2 separate regions of the Sus scrofa genome follow, and region 1 is linked to region 2. A link is a contact called in public Hi-C data. All regions are on one chromosome and are shown on one strand. Each heading gives the region's core, a stretch centred on a gene start, on an enhancer-like site or on the middle of the called end of the contact. The rest is flanking DNA. Distances are from core to core; before and after follow the strand shown. Region 1 overlaps MIGA1 (mitoguardin 1). Region 2 overlaps GIPC2 (PDZ domain-containing protein GIPC2).

The links. A called contact is a pair of places that touch in the nucleus more often than the background predicts.
Region 1: a contact with region 2 is called in a Hi-C map of fetal skeletal muscle, with 4 times the contacts expected there. The contact joins two enhancer-like sites. A contact is called at or near these places in 18 of 47 Hi-C or Micro-C datasets (alveolar macrophages, embryonic fibroblasts, fetal heart ventricle and 9 more) and 2 of 2 datasets of contacts at active chromatin or transcription factors (alveolar macrophages and skeletal muscle).

The regions. Positions count from the first base shown.
Region 1 is chr6:135,460,844-135,466,922 of Sscrofa11.1, reverse strand. All of the region lies in intron 7 of MIGA1 (mitoguardin 1), which reads left to right. Among named protein-coding and RNA genes, the nearest start is that of MIGA1, 49 kb to the left of the region's middle. Within about 2 kb of position 4,217, at least 8 of the 83 cell types and tissues checked have an H3K27ac peak or open chromatin away from gene starts, as enhancers often do. A contact at or near this core is called in fetal skeletal muscle and skeletal muscle, where this site is marked.
Region 2 is chr6:135,158,853-135,164,770 of Sscrofa11.1, reverse strand. It overlaps GIPC2 (PDZ domain-containing protein GIPC2), which reads left to right. Exons shown (of 6, transcript XM_003356421.5): 4 at 4,732-4,838. Among named protein-coding and RNA genes, the nearest start is that of GIPC2, 56 kb to the left of the region's middle. Within about 2 kb of position 1,915, at least 37 of the 83 cell types and tissues checked have an H3K27ac peak or open chromatin away from gene starts, as enhancers often do. A contact at or near this core is called in fetal skeletal muscle and skeletal muscle, where this site is marked.

The DNA.
Region 1 (6,079 bases), core at 2,968-5,467, 300 kb before region 2:
TCCCAGGAGAGGGAACAACATGGGTCAAGGTGTAGAGTGGAGGGAACTAATTCAGGGAACTTTAAGTTGTTTGGTATGTCTTGGGAACACAGCACATGTAGGAGAGTGGTGGGAGGTGAATCTAGAAAGATGGGCAGGAGATAAATCAAGAAAGTCCTTGATTGATTGATTGATTGATTTTTTTTTTTTTTTTTTTTTTTAATGGCTGCTCCTGAGACATATGGAAGTTCCCAGTCCAGGGATCAAATGAGACCTGCAGCTGCAACCTCTGCCACAGCTGCAGCAATACTCAACCCACTGCACCAGGCTGGGGATTGAACCAGTGCCACCGAGATAATGCCAGAGCCTTAACCTGATGTGCCCACAGTGGGAACTCCTGAAGGTCCTTGTTTTATGCTTTTAGGCAAAAGGGAGCCACTGAAAATTATAAGTCATGGTCAAATTTGTGTGTTTGCAGGATCTTGTGAAAGAGTTGACTGGTACAATGTAAATATTTTATACATCTTTATGTTCACTTATGCATAGGATTTCATTGAGACAGTGAGACGTCCTTCAAGAGAAAATTAGGAATTTTTCTAGCTGAGTACTGACTGCACAAATTCTCTGGCAGAGACCGGGAAAAGCTGTAAAGTGGGACCTCCTGACCACTGGAGAGATATTTTTCTTTTCTTTTTGGAAAGCAGCCAGATAGAACATTTAGCAATGAAAGAGCTTGGCAGCAGAAGGAAATAACCTCAACCTATCATCACGAGTCAAATGTCAGACAGCCTGGAGTTGACACTCTATAAGGCCTTGTCCTTTTCCTTTCCTGCAAAATCACTGTGGCCAGAGGATAAACTCCCTGAGGGTTTATTTTTAGGGAGTGACATGAATTACAGGCTTAACTTGTATACTCAGTCCTCTAAATATACAGACAGCAAATTGCAGAACACATGAGAAGTTTGCCCTGTAATTTCCTCTTTTGCATTAAAGCTCATAATCTCAATTTCAAAATGTTTAACAATGCTATAAAATGAGGTCTAACTGGTGTTATATATGCAAGTCAGAGTAAGTTCAGAGATGAAAGCAGTATAATGAAGATTGATGGGGTGCTCCTGCTGCTTACCTTTGTCTTTTTTGTATTTAAGTTGTGTCTTATCTGCTTGGATTTCTAGGTCTAGGACCTACGTTAGCCCGTCCAGGTCCTTTGTATGATTTAGATAAAGGCCCATGTAGCCTCTTGGAAAGGGCACCTTTGGGTTTTTTGTTTTGTTTTGTTTTGTCTTTTTGCCATTTCTTGGGTCACTCCCTCAGCATATAGAGGTTCCCAGGCTAGGGGTCCAGTCGGAGCTGTAGCCGCTGGCCTACACCAGAGTCACAGCACCATGGGATCCAAGCCGCGTCTGCAACCTACACCACAGCTCATGGCAACGTCGGATCCTTAACCCACTGAGCAAGGCCAGGGATTGAACCTGCAACCTCATGGTTCCTAGTTGGATTCGTTAACCACTGAACCACGATGGGAACTCGGGGAGGGCACCTTTGTGATAAGAAAAAGGTTGACCTTCTTTGAGAAAGATGCAAGCCCAGGATGAGGGCTGGAGTCTGCCCCCACTTGTCCCGTTGGCCTTTTGTGTAGTACAGAGTGACCAGCTGTTCTAGTGGCCCCACAGAAGTCTCTATAACTGCAGACCTGCCTTTAATTACTTTTGGCCCTTTGGGTCATCCATTTCTTTCTTCTAAAAAAAGAGTAGAAAATGCTATTACTCCTTTTCTCTTTCCTTCTATTACTCATTTTGTATTGGCAGCTGTATTTCCCAGTTAGGAGTCACAGTTGTTATGTTGGCCAATCATGGCATATAAGAAGTTTTGATAAATAGGGAAAGCCAGAGACAACTGTTGTGGAACTCTCCTTTTGGGTAGTGCCTAGGATCAGGCTGTTTTGAGCATGTACTATTTCACATAGGCAAAAACTGTAAGTTATAACACATCAAGAATTAATGAATCTAGGTAGTTCCCCTGATGGTGCAGCAGGTTAAGGATCTGGCATTGTCACTGCAGCAGCTTGGGTTGCTGCTGTGCCGAAGGTTCCATCGCTAGCCTTGGAACATCTACATGCTATTGTGGGTGGCCAAAAAAAAAAAAAAAAAAAAAAAAAAAAAAATTAGTGACTCAGTAAGGTGGGAAGGAGATAAATTATGAAGATAACCTTCCTTTTGTTTCAGTGATTTCATTGAGGGAAAATATCATCTGTTAGCTCACTTAGTTCTTTTGATTCCTGAAACTTTTTTTTCTGGTTTTATTTAGCTGTAATTGACATATAGCCCTGTTTAAGCTTTTTTTTTTTTTTTTTTTTTTTTTTTTTTTTTGTCTTTTTGCTATTTCTTGGGCCGCCCCTGCGGCATATGGAGGTTCCCAGGCTAGGGGTCGAATCAGAGCCATAGCCACCGGCCTACGCCAGAGCCACAGCAACGCGGGATCCGAGCCGCGTCTGCAACCTACACCACAGCTCATGGCAACGCCGGATCCTTAACCCACTGAGCAAGGGCAGGGACCGAACCCGCAACCTCATGGTTCCTAGTCAGATTCGTTAACCACTGCGCCACGACGGGAACTCCTAAGCTTTTTTTTTTTTTACATTCTTTATTAAAGTATAGTTGATTTACAAAGTTGTGCCAGTATCTGGGGTACACAGCAAAGTGACCCTGTCGTACATTTCTTTTTTTTTTTTTTTTTTTTTTTTTTGCTATTTCTTGGGCCACTCCTGAGGCATATGGAGGTTCCCAGACTAGGGGTCCAATCGGAGCCATAGCCACCGGCCTACGCCAGAGCCACAGCAACGCGGGATCCAAGCCGCATCTGCAACCTACACCACAGCTCACGGCAATGCCGGATCGCTAACCCACTGAGCAAGCGCAGGGACCGAACCCGCAACCTCAAGGTTCCTAGTCGGATTCGTTAACCACTGCGCCACGACGGGAACTCCTTTTTTTTTTTGTTTTGTTTTTTTTCGTACATTTCTTATATTATCTTTCATCATGGTCTATCCCAAGAGATTGGCTATAGTTCCCTGAGCTGTACAGTAGACCCTCATTAGCACTGAGGTCCTACTGTATAGCACAGGTGTACAGCATAATGATTTGCCTTATGTAACGTGAATGATTTGACATATATACAACATGAAATGATTACCACAGTAAGATTAGTGAGCATCTATCGTCTGGTATAGATACAAAATTAAAGCAGTTCCTGCTGTGGCACAGTGAGTTAAAGATCTGGGATTGCCACAGCTGTGGCATAGGTCACAGCTGTCTCTTAGATTCGATTCCTGGCTTGAAAACTTCCATATGCCACTAGTGTAGCTAAAAAGAAAAAACCCACAAAATTAAAGAAATAGGAAATTTTTTTTTTTCATTGTGATGTGGACTCTTAAGGATTTACTCTCTTAATTTTCATATATAACATACAGCAGTGCTCATTTATCATATTGTATATTACAAAGCTGGAAGTTTGTACTTTTGATTACCTTCGTCCAATTCCCCCTCCCCTGTGTCATTTTTGGTTTTTGTATTCCACTTTATTTTTTTTCTTTTAAACTATCCCATAGCATTAAAATAAATGAAGATAGAAGGAGTTCCCTTGTGGCGCAGTAGGTTAGGTATCTGGCATTGTCATTGCAGTGGCCCAGGTTGGGTATGATTCCTGACCCGGGAACTTCTCCATGTCCCAGGTGCAGCCAAAAAAAATAAATAATAGGCGTTCCCATCGTGGCTCAGTGGTTAATGAATCTGACTGGGAACCATGAGGTTGCAGGTTTGATCCCTGGCCTTGCTCAGTGGGTTAAGGATCTGGCATTGCTGTGGCTGTGGCATAGGCCGGCGGCTGCAGTTCTGATTAGACCCCTAGCCTGGGAACCTCCATATGCTGTGAGTGTGGCCCTAGAAAAGGCAAAAAGACTAATTAAATAAAGATAAAGAATTATCCTCAGTATGGGTAGAACAAATAGTCATAGAAAATAAACAAAGGACCACAGTAATTTTCTAGATTTCTTAATTACTTTAACAGATTATAGCAGATTCCAGAAAATAGCTTGTCTTGTCAGCAGTAGGAACTTTTCCATTTTTATTTTTTTATTTTTTTCCCATTTTTAATAGAGCCATAGAAAAGACAAGGTTCCAAATCATATTTAAACTGCTAAAAATCACTTGGAGAATAGCCGCTGACATAAACGTCAGATGACATTGAGACATTTGGCAGGCTTCCTCTTGTTGCTGGTGTTATAAAATCCACAGTGGACAGCCTGGATTTGAAAAGAAGAGTGGCATCTTTGGAATCTCCATTAGAGTCTGCTGAAGTTAAAATAGACCTGATGTCTTCTAAGTGACAGAAAATAGAATGTGCCTGGGGATGGCAAAAGTGAGACATGCAAAAAACCCATTTGGATTGGTTTAAAGAAATAGATCCTGGCCTGAGGTTCCAAGGTCCAGGGTTGAAGTGAAGTTTTTTCTTTTTCTAACTTTCAAGCAAATTCTGCTTTGGAAAAAAGTTAAGTAATATGTGAATTATGAAATTGTGAAAGAAGGAGGAAGGCTTAAATCCAGTCAGATTTTTGGCCTAAAATATGGCTGTTTAGTTGAAAGTAATCATACGTTTAGTGTTCTTCCAAAGAAGAACATAGTTTATGTCTGTACATGAATATTTTAAAAGTTTTGAGTGATTGAGACAGGTAAAAAAAAAAAAAATTCTTAAAAATGTTAGATTTGGATTTTCCTGGTGGCTCAGTGGTTAAGGATCTGGTGTCACTGCTGTGGCTCGGGTTTGATCCCTGACCTGGGAACTTCTGTATGCCATGAGCGAGACCAAAAAAAAAAAAATTTACTATTTAAGAATAAACTGCCCCACCAAAAGCCAAAGAGGTAACACATGGCACTTTTTTTTTTTTTTTTTTTTTGTATTTAGTCACCCAGTTATGTGGAATGCTTTCTTATAGATGCTTCTGAGGTTAATGATGAGTCATAAAGGGCTTAAGCTGCGTATTTCAGGTTTCCAAGATAGAATCATAAGTTTAATTAATTTAGGCCTGGGTATCAGAAACCTAAGAATTTCAACAGCACTCTGAAAATAAGTTAAAGTCATATAGTAGGCAAAATGACCCAGGGGAAATACATGAGAGGCTTTAAAGCAGGGATTTTCATGTCTTGGGAATGGTCAGCTTATAATAACAAGTTTTATTTAGTTTGTGTGAACAAATAATTAAATTTACACTCTGTTCCATGCTCTACTGAGAACCGTAGTAGCCATCTGGGGGGAAAAAATGAAAGAAAAAAGGAAAGAGAAGATTCGAAAGTCTGTCACTCAAATTGTTTCAGTCCAGCTGGACAGATAGGTTGTGTATTCAGGCAATGATTAAATAAAGATTCAGTCAGTGTATTAAATTGTACATCCTTATTTTTTGCATAATAATAATAGCTTGCATTTATTCAATGCATACTTTACGTATATGGTCATCCCTACTCTGTGTAGATACAAAAACCTATGGATGGTGAAGTCCCTTTTATAAAATGGTGTATTGGAGTTCCTGCTGTGGCACAGTGGGTTAAGGACCTGACTGCGGTGGCTTAAGTCAGTGTGGGGGTGCAGGTTCAATCCCCTGCTTGGGCAATGGGATGAGGATCTGGAGTTGCTGCAGCTGTGACAGGGGTCGCAGCTTCTGCTTGTGTTTGATCCTTGGCCTGGGAACTTCCATATGCCACCTAAGTTCTGAAACTTCCAAAAAAGAAGAAAATACATATGTGCATAAAATGGTGTATTATTTGCATGTAAACCTACACAATCCTCCCATACACTTTTTTTAAACTTTTATTTTGTTATAGTCGATTTGCAATGTTCTGTCCCTCCCATATACTTTACTTTTTTAGTTTATTTTTTTTGCTTTTTTTAAAATACTGTTTTATTTTTTATTTTTATCTATTTATTTATTTTGGTCTTTTTGTCTTTTTAGGGCCACACCCACAGCATGTGGAGGTTCCCAGGCTAGGGGTCCAATCGGAGCTGTAGCCTCCGTCCTAGGCCAGAGCCACAGACTACAACCAACACCACA
Region 2 (5,918 bases), core at 666-3,165:
AAAAGAGACTGTACCGTTAAAATTTTAAATTCTGGGGCAAAGCTAGATTTTATGGCAGCTGTTCTGAGAGGGTGTCTATGTGTGTTGGGGGCAGAGGTAGGGAAGGCAGCGCCTGAGCTGCTTATGGACAGTGTGCATCCAGGCTTTGGAAGGTCTTTTTAGAAGGGTTGCTTAAGGAGCAGTTGCATAGAAAAGAGAGAATAAAAAGGAGACCTTTGTATTTAAAGTGGTGATTTTCTGCCATTTGAAGGGAGACTTTTGCATGTTTCTCAGTCTCAGAGAAAACCAGGGCAGATGGTTGCGATGAGGAGTATGTGGGAAGAGCAGGTTGCTCTCGCTCCAGGGTGGACCAGTTCAGCGGAAGCAGCAGCTGCCCCTGTGTGTGAGCCCAACCCCTGGACGAAGCACCTTTCCTCTGGCAGCCCTTTGAATGTGTAAGACCACGCCCTATGGAGGCGATATTCTTGTTGTACAGAGACGGCCTTATTCCTCCAGTCCTTACAATTTGTAAATGGAGAAGCTGTGTTTTAACTCAGGTTCTGATTCTAAAGTCCCTCTCTTGTCCTCTTGTATCCAGCTCTCGGACATGGCTGTGTCCACGTGTGCCCCCTTGATGATGGGTACGCCAGGCCATCTCGGGCCCCATGGGAGCAGAGTCAGACCTTGTTCTGAGCAGAGGCAGAATGCCCAGCCTCCCCACTGTCCCCCTGTTAGTTGGGGATCGAAGCTACGTTGCCTGCGCTCCACCTAAAGATGGGGCCTTGGCTGGTATCGGTCCTCTTTCCCTGGGGCGCAGGGTGGGACTGGAGGCTGATGCCCTGCTGCCATCTTCATTTCCCCTTGTCTCTACTGACCTTCACCATGAAGCAGGGACTGGGGGTTGGTCTGTTTCTTGAAAATGCCAATTAGAATAGGGTATAAATGGAATTCCCGTTGTGGCTCAGCAGTCATGCACCTGACTAGTATCCATGAGGATGCAGGTTCCATCCCTGGCCTTGCTCAGTGGTTAAAGATCCGGCATTGCCATGAGCTGTGGTGGAGGTTGCAAGATGCGGCTTGGATCATCTGTGGCTGTGGCTGTGGCTGGCATCTGCTGCTCTGACTCGACCCCTAGCCTGGGAACTACCATATGCTGCAGGTGCGGCCCTAGAAAGACCAAAAAATAAAATAAAATAATAAAATAAAAAGGGTATTAGGAGATGCCCCTGTGGCACACTGGGTTAACGATTTGGTGTTGTTTCTGTGGTGGCTTGGGTTGCTGCTGAGGCGCAGGTTCCATCCCTAGCACTGCCACAGCTGCAACTCGGTTTTGATTCCTGGCCTGGGAACTTCCACATGCTGCTGACATGGCTGAAAAAGAAAGGAAGAAAAGTGCGGGGCGGTATTAAAGAATGATAGAGGTGTATATAAACATTTTGTTTTAAAATACGTATACATTGTTTTAAGACTCTTTGGATGTAAAAGGCTCTTTGGGTAGAAGACACAAACTGGAGTTCTACAAAGTTTTTCTTTCTTTTTTTTTTTTTGTAATCAGAACTTTAATGCATATCTATGGGTTCTGTTTCCTAGCTAAAAGCCAGATTTGAGAAATGCTGGATGTTTAAAGATTTTTCCTAATCTTCCAGCATTATCATGTCCACGCCCCCCTGCTTTTTTTTTTGTTGTTGTTGCAACTCACCCTTATGGAGTCTTTCCAAAGCAGTTAACCTAGTTTTCCTAGCAATAATAACTCCTGTTTCACACTTGTTTCATCAGCTCACGTACTTTTAAATTAAATTATGTAATTAGAGTAACAGATAAAATTGCCACAAAAGGGTTTGGGAACAAATGTGACTGCTTCTTGGTGACGTCTGAGCCAGCTGTGGGAGTGTCCTGTGTCCTGAGGACACAGCAGGGGGGGCCCTGAGTCTACTGAGCCCAGCAAGCTCAGGCCAGTTACCAGTGCCTACCGTGTGAACCATATCCCTCTCATCATTCAGCCCCAGGAGAAGCCTCATGCCAATCCATTCATGAGAAGTGACTGATTTAGGGTTTGGCCTGGTTGGTTAGACAAGCTTTGACAGGCCAGCACCCTAAAAGAAGGCCAGATTCAAAACATTTCAAAACATTGAAAACACACAGAACTTTTTTTCCCCCTGTGGGAAAACAGGACCATCCTGCCTGTTTTCATGTACAAACAGGTTGATTTACTTCCCTGAATCAGGATCGTAGAGAAACATGGCTTCTGCTTCTTCCGCCATTGAAAACTGCCTTTCTTAGAAGCTGGGCCAAGCCAGAACTTAAATTTTAACTTCTGTTCTGGTGCCACCAAGTGGTTAGTTTTGAGATAACACTCTGGAGGAGATGACAAACACATGATTAAAAAACAAACACACAATCAGGGAGTTCCCATTGTGGCGCAGTGGAAACAAGCCTGACTGGTATCCATGAGGACACAGGTTCAATGCCTGGCCTCGATCAGTGGGTTAAGGATCCGGCATTGCCGTGAGCTGTGGTGTAGCTCGCAGAAGCAGATCAGATCCCCTATGGCTATGGCTGTGGTGTAGGCCAGCAGCTGTAGCTCCGATTTGACCACTAGCCTGGGAATTTCCATATGCTGCAAGGGTACAGCCCTGAAAAAGCAAGAACAAAATAAAATCGGGGGATTGGCAGAGCACAGAGAATTTTTAGGGCAACAAAATTACTCTGAAGGATATATGTCATTTTCCAAACCCATCCTGTAAACTATGGACTTTAGGGGATAATGATGTTCCTTGCCTTGCAGGTTCATTGATGATAGTGAAAGTACCTCAGTGGTGGGGGTTTTGATGATGGGGCAGCTAATGCAGATGTGGGGGCAGGAGGTGTGTAGATCTCTGTCTTAATTTTGCTGTGAACTTATAACCGCTTTAAAAAATAAAGCCTATTTTGGAGTTCCTGTCATGGCTCAGTGGTTAACGAATCTGACTAGGAACCCTGAGGTTGTGGGTTCGATCTCTGGCCTTGCTCAGGGGGTTAAGGATCTGGTGTTGCCGTGAGCTGTGGTGTAGGTCGCAGACATGGCTCGGATCCCATGTTGCTGTGGCTCTGGTATAGGCCAGTGGCTACAGCTCCGATTGGACCCCTAGCCTGGGAACCTCCATATGCCATGGGAGTGGCCCTAAAAAAGGCAAAAAGACAAAATAAATAAATAAATAAATAAAATAAAGCCTATCTTAAAACATCTTCCACTCCACATTACATTTTCCCTTTTAGCTACTGGTGTTGCAGGTCAGGGCCAGGTAAGTAGTGACATCATCTAGGGAAGCTGGCCAACTTCTCAAGCCTGGACAGCAACCCCTCCGTGAAGTCCCCATGTTTCAGTGTCTGGGGTCCTGAGCTTCGTATGTCCCAGAAACCCTTTATATTTCTTCAGTGTATCCAGACATTTGCAATTTCCCAGGGGCATGTCACGCTTACCAAACTGACAAAAGATTTGGCAATAAGTTAGAATGCCAGCGTGTTATCTACCACAAGAAATGTGTAGGTAGTGGCCGAAAAGTTGAGCACTTCCTTTCTCACCCTGTAGGACATTTTTTATTTTTATTGTTTAAAGATTTTTATTGTTTCTATTATAGCTGAATGTAGGACATTTAGATGGGAAGACAAATTGTAGGTTGCTTGGTGCAATCGCAGGGGGTGGGGGGTGTTGTAGAGAGAGTAAGGGGTGTCAGACTATTTATCTCAAAGGTTAGTATCAGGAAGCTGAGGCTGCCTTTTTTTTTTTTTTTTTGGCTGTACCCTTAGCATGTGGAAGTTTCTGGGCCAGGGATTGAACCCAAGCCATAGCAGTGTCATCGCTGGATCCTTAACCACTAGGCCACCAGGGAACTCCCAGGCTGAGGCCGTCTTGACCACTGTAGGTCTGTACCTGACTCCAAGCTGGGCAGTGAAGAATCCTGGACAGTGCTGGTGGCAGACTGACCTCACCTTTTGCTTTAGGTGTTCTTTTGGAAACTCTGTGCTGAGCGAGCATCTTCTGCTAATCTGTTCTTCCACAGTGGGTTAAGAATCCGACCAGTATCCATGAGGGTTCAGGTTCCATCCTTGGCCTTGCTCAGTGGATTAAGGATCTGATGTTGCTGTGGCTGTGGTATAGGCTGGAAGCTGCAGCTCTGATTCGACCCCTAGCCTGGGAATTTCCATATGCCACAGGCGCGACCCTTAAAAAACAAAACACAAAACCAAAAAAGCATCATGCTGAAGGTAGATACCCAAATAATAGTGCCGTTTTTCCTGTCTTCTCTCAAGACACAGCACTTTTCTTCATGACCTTGATGAAGTCTGGCTCCACACGCGCCTCCGCTATCCTGCCACATATACCTCTTTTCTCTTACAATAAAATCAACTGTTTTATTCTTTATTCCTTCCAAGTTCATCCCTCCCATCTGCACATTTCATATATTCCCTTTTCTTTTTGTAGCCAGACCTCTCTCATAGAGTGTCTCATTTGAGAATAATGAATGACAGGTGAATTTATTCTGTTTTGGGAAATTCTATCAGAAGGCGTAGCTTTTTTTGGGGTTGTTCTTTATTTTTTTCTCCCAATACGCTGTTATTTTTCCCCCCACCGTACAGCATGGTGACCCAGCCTTTTCTCACATCTCTGCAATAACTGTACAAAAATTTGTGGTGGAAACTACATTAGCTTTTATAACAGTCCATTGGCAATCTTAATATATGTACCATTCCCCATCCATTGTATGTTTATAGAAATTGAGCCCAGATCAAAAGCTGGAAAGTCATCAACAGAAAAGATTGGTACTGGAAGGGAGACGCTTCGCCTGAGATCAAAAGGTCCTGCCACTGTGGAAGAAGTGGTACGTTATGTTCATTTAATCCCTATTCTGCTTGGACATGTATGGGCATTCATGTTAGAGCTGGCAATAACGGTAACATCATGAAGTTAAATAAAATGCCATACATTCTAATTAAAGCATGGACTTAATTCATTGCCTACTTAGTATGAAAGTTATTGAAGGCATTTGAGAAGGAAATATAGAAACTCAGTTGGTGAGAAGAGAGTGTGATAGAGCAATCCTCAGCCACCTGTAGACAATGTTTTCTAGAGTATATAGACATCTGGACTGGTTCAAAAACTTAAATCAGGGAATTATAAACAAGAAAAAAAAAACCTTAAATCAGGGAGTTCCCATCATGGCTCAGTGGTAATGAACCCGACTAGTATCCATTAGGAGGCGGATTTGATCCCTGGCCTTACTCAGTGGGTTAAGGACCCGGTGTTGCTGTGAGCTGTGGTGTAGGTCACAGACGTGGCTTGGATCTGGCATTGCTATGGCTATGGTGTAGGCTGGCAGCTGCAGTATAGAATGACCCCTAGTCTGGGAACTTCCATATGCCACAAATGTAGCCCCCAAACCTCCCAAATCTCCCCCAAACAACAAACTTAAATCAACCAGTGCTCTCTGAGATCTAAGAAAAAGTCTCCAAACCACCTGTAAGAGTAAACATACTTAAGATTTTGATAATGAAAGATGATGTTGGAGTTCCCTTGTGGTGCAGTGGGCTAAGGATCTCACCTTGTCACTGCAGTGGCTCAGGTCACTGCTATGGCTCGAGTTCCATTTCTGGCCTGGGAATGTCCACATGCCACAGGCAAGCAACAACAAATCCCAAAAAGATAATGTTCATGAACTTCAGTCTCCTCAGTACAACATTTGGAATCATCTTTTTTTGGGGGACAAAGTTGGTTTTGTTGTCTTTTTGTAATGAGGGAGTCAAAATACCTTAGTGAACTAAGTAATTTAGTAATTCAATGTTTGGGTATTTTATAATTCTTGTCTAGAAAGTGAGAGGTAGTGAAGCAGGGCTACAGTTATAACTGGTAAAGCAAATAACAGCCACTCATATTAGCCAGGAAGGAGGGTGTATTTGGCATT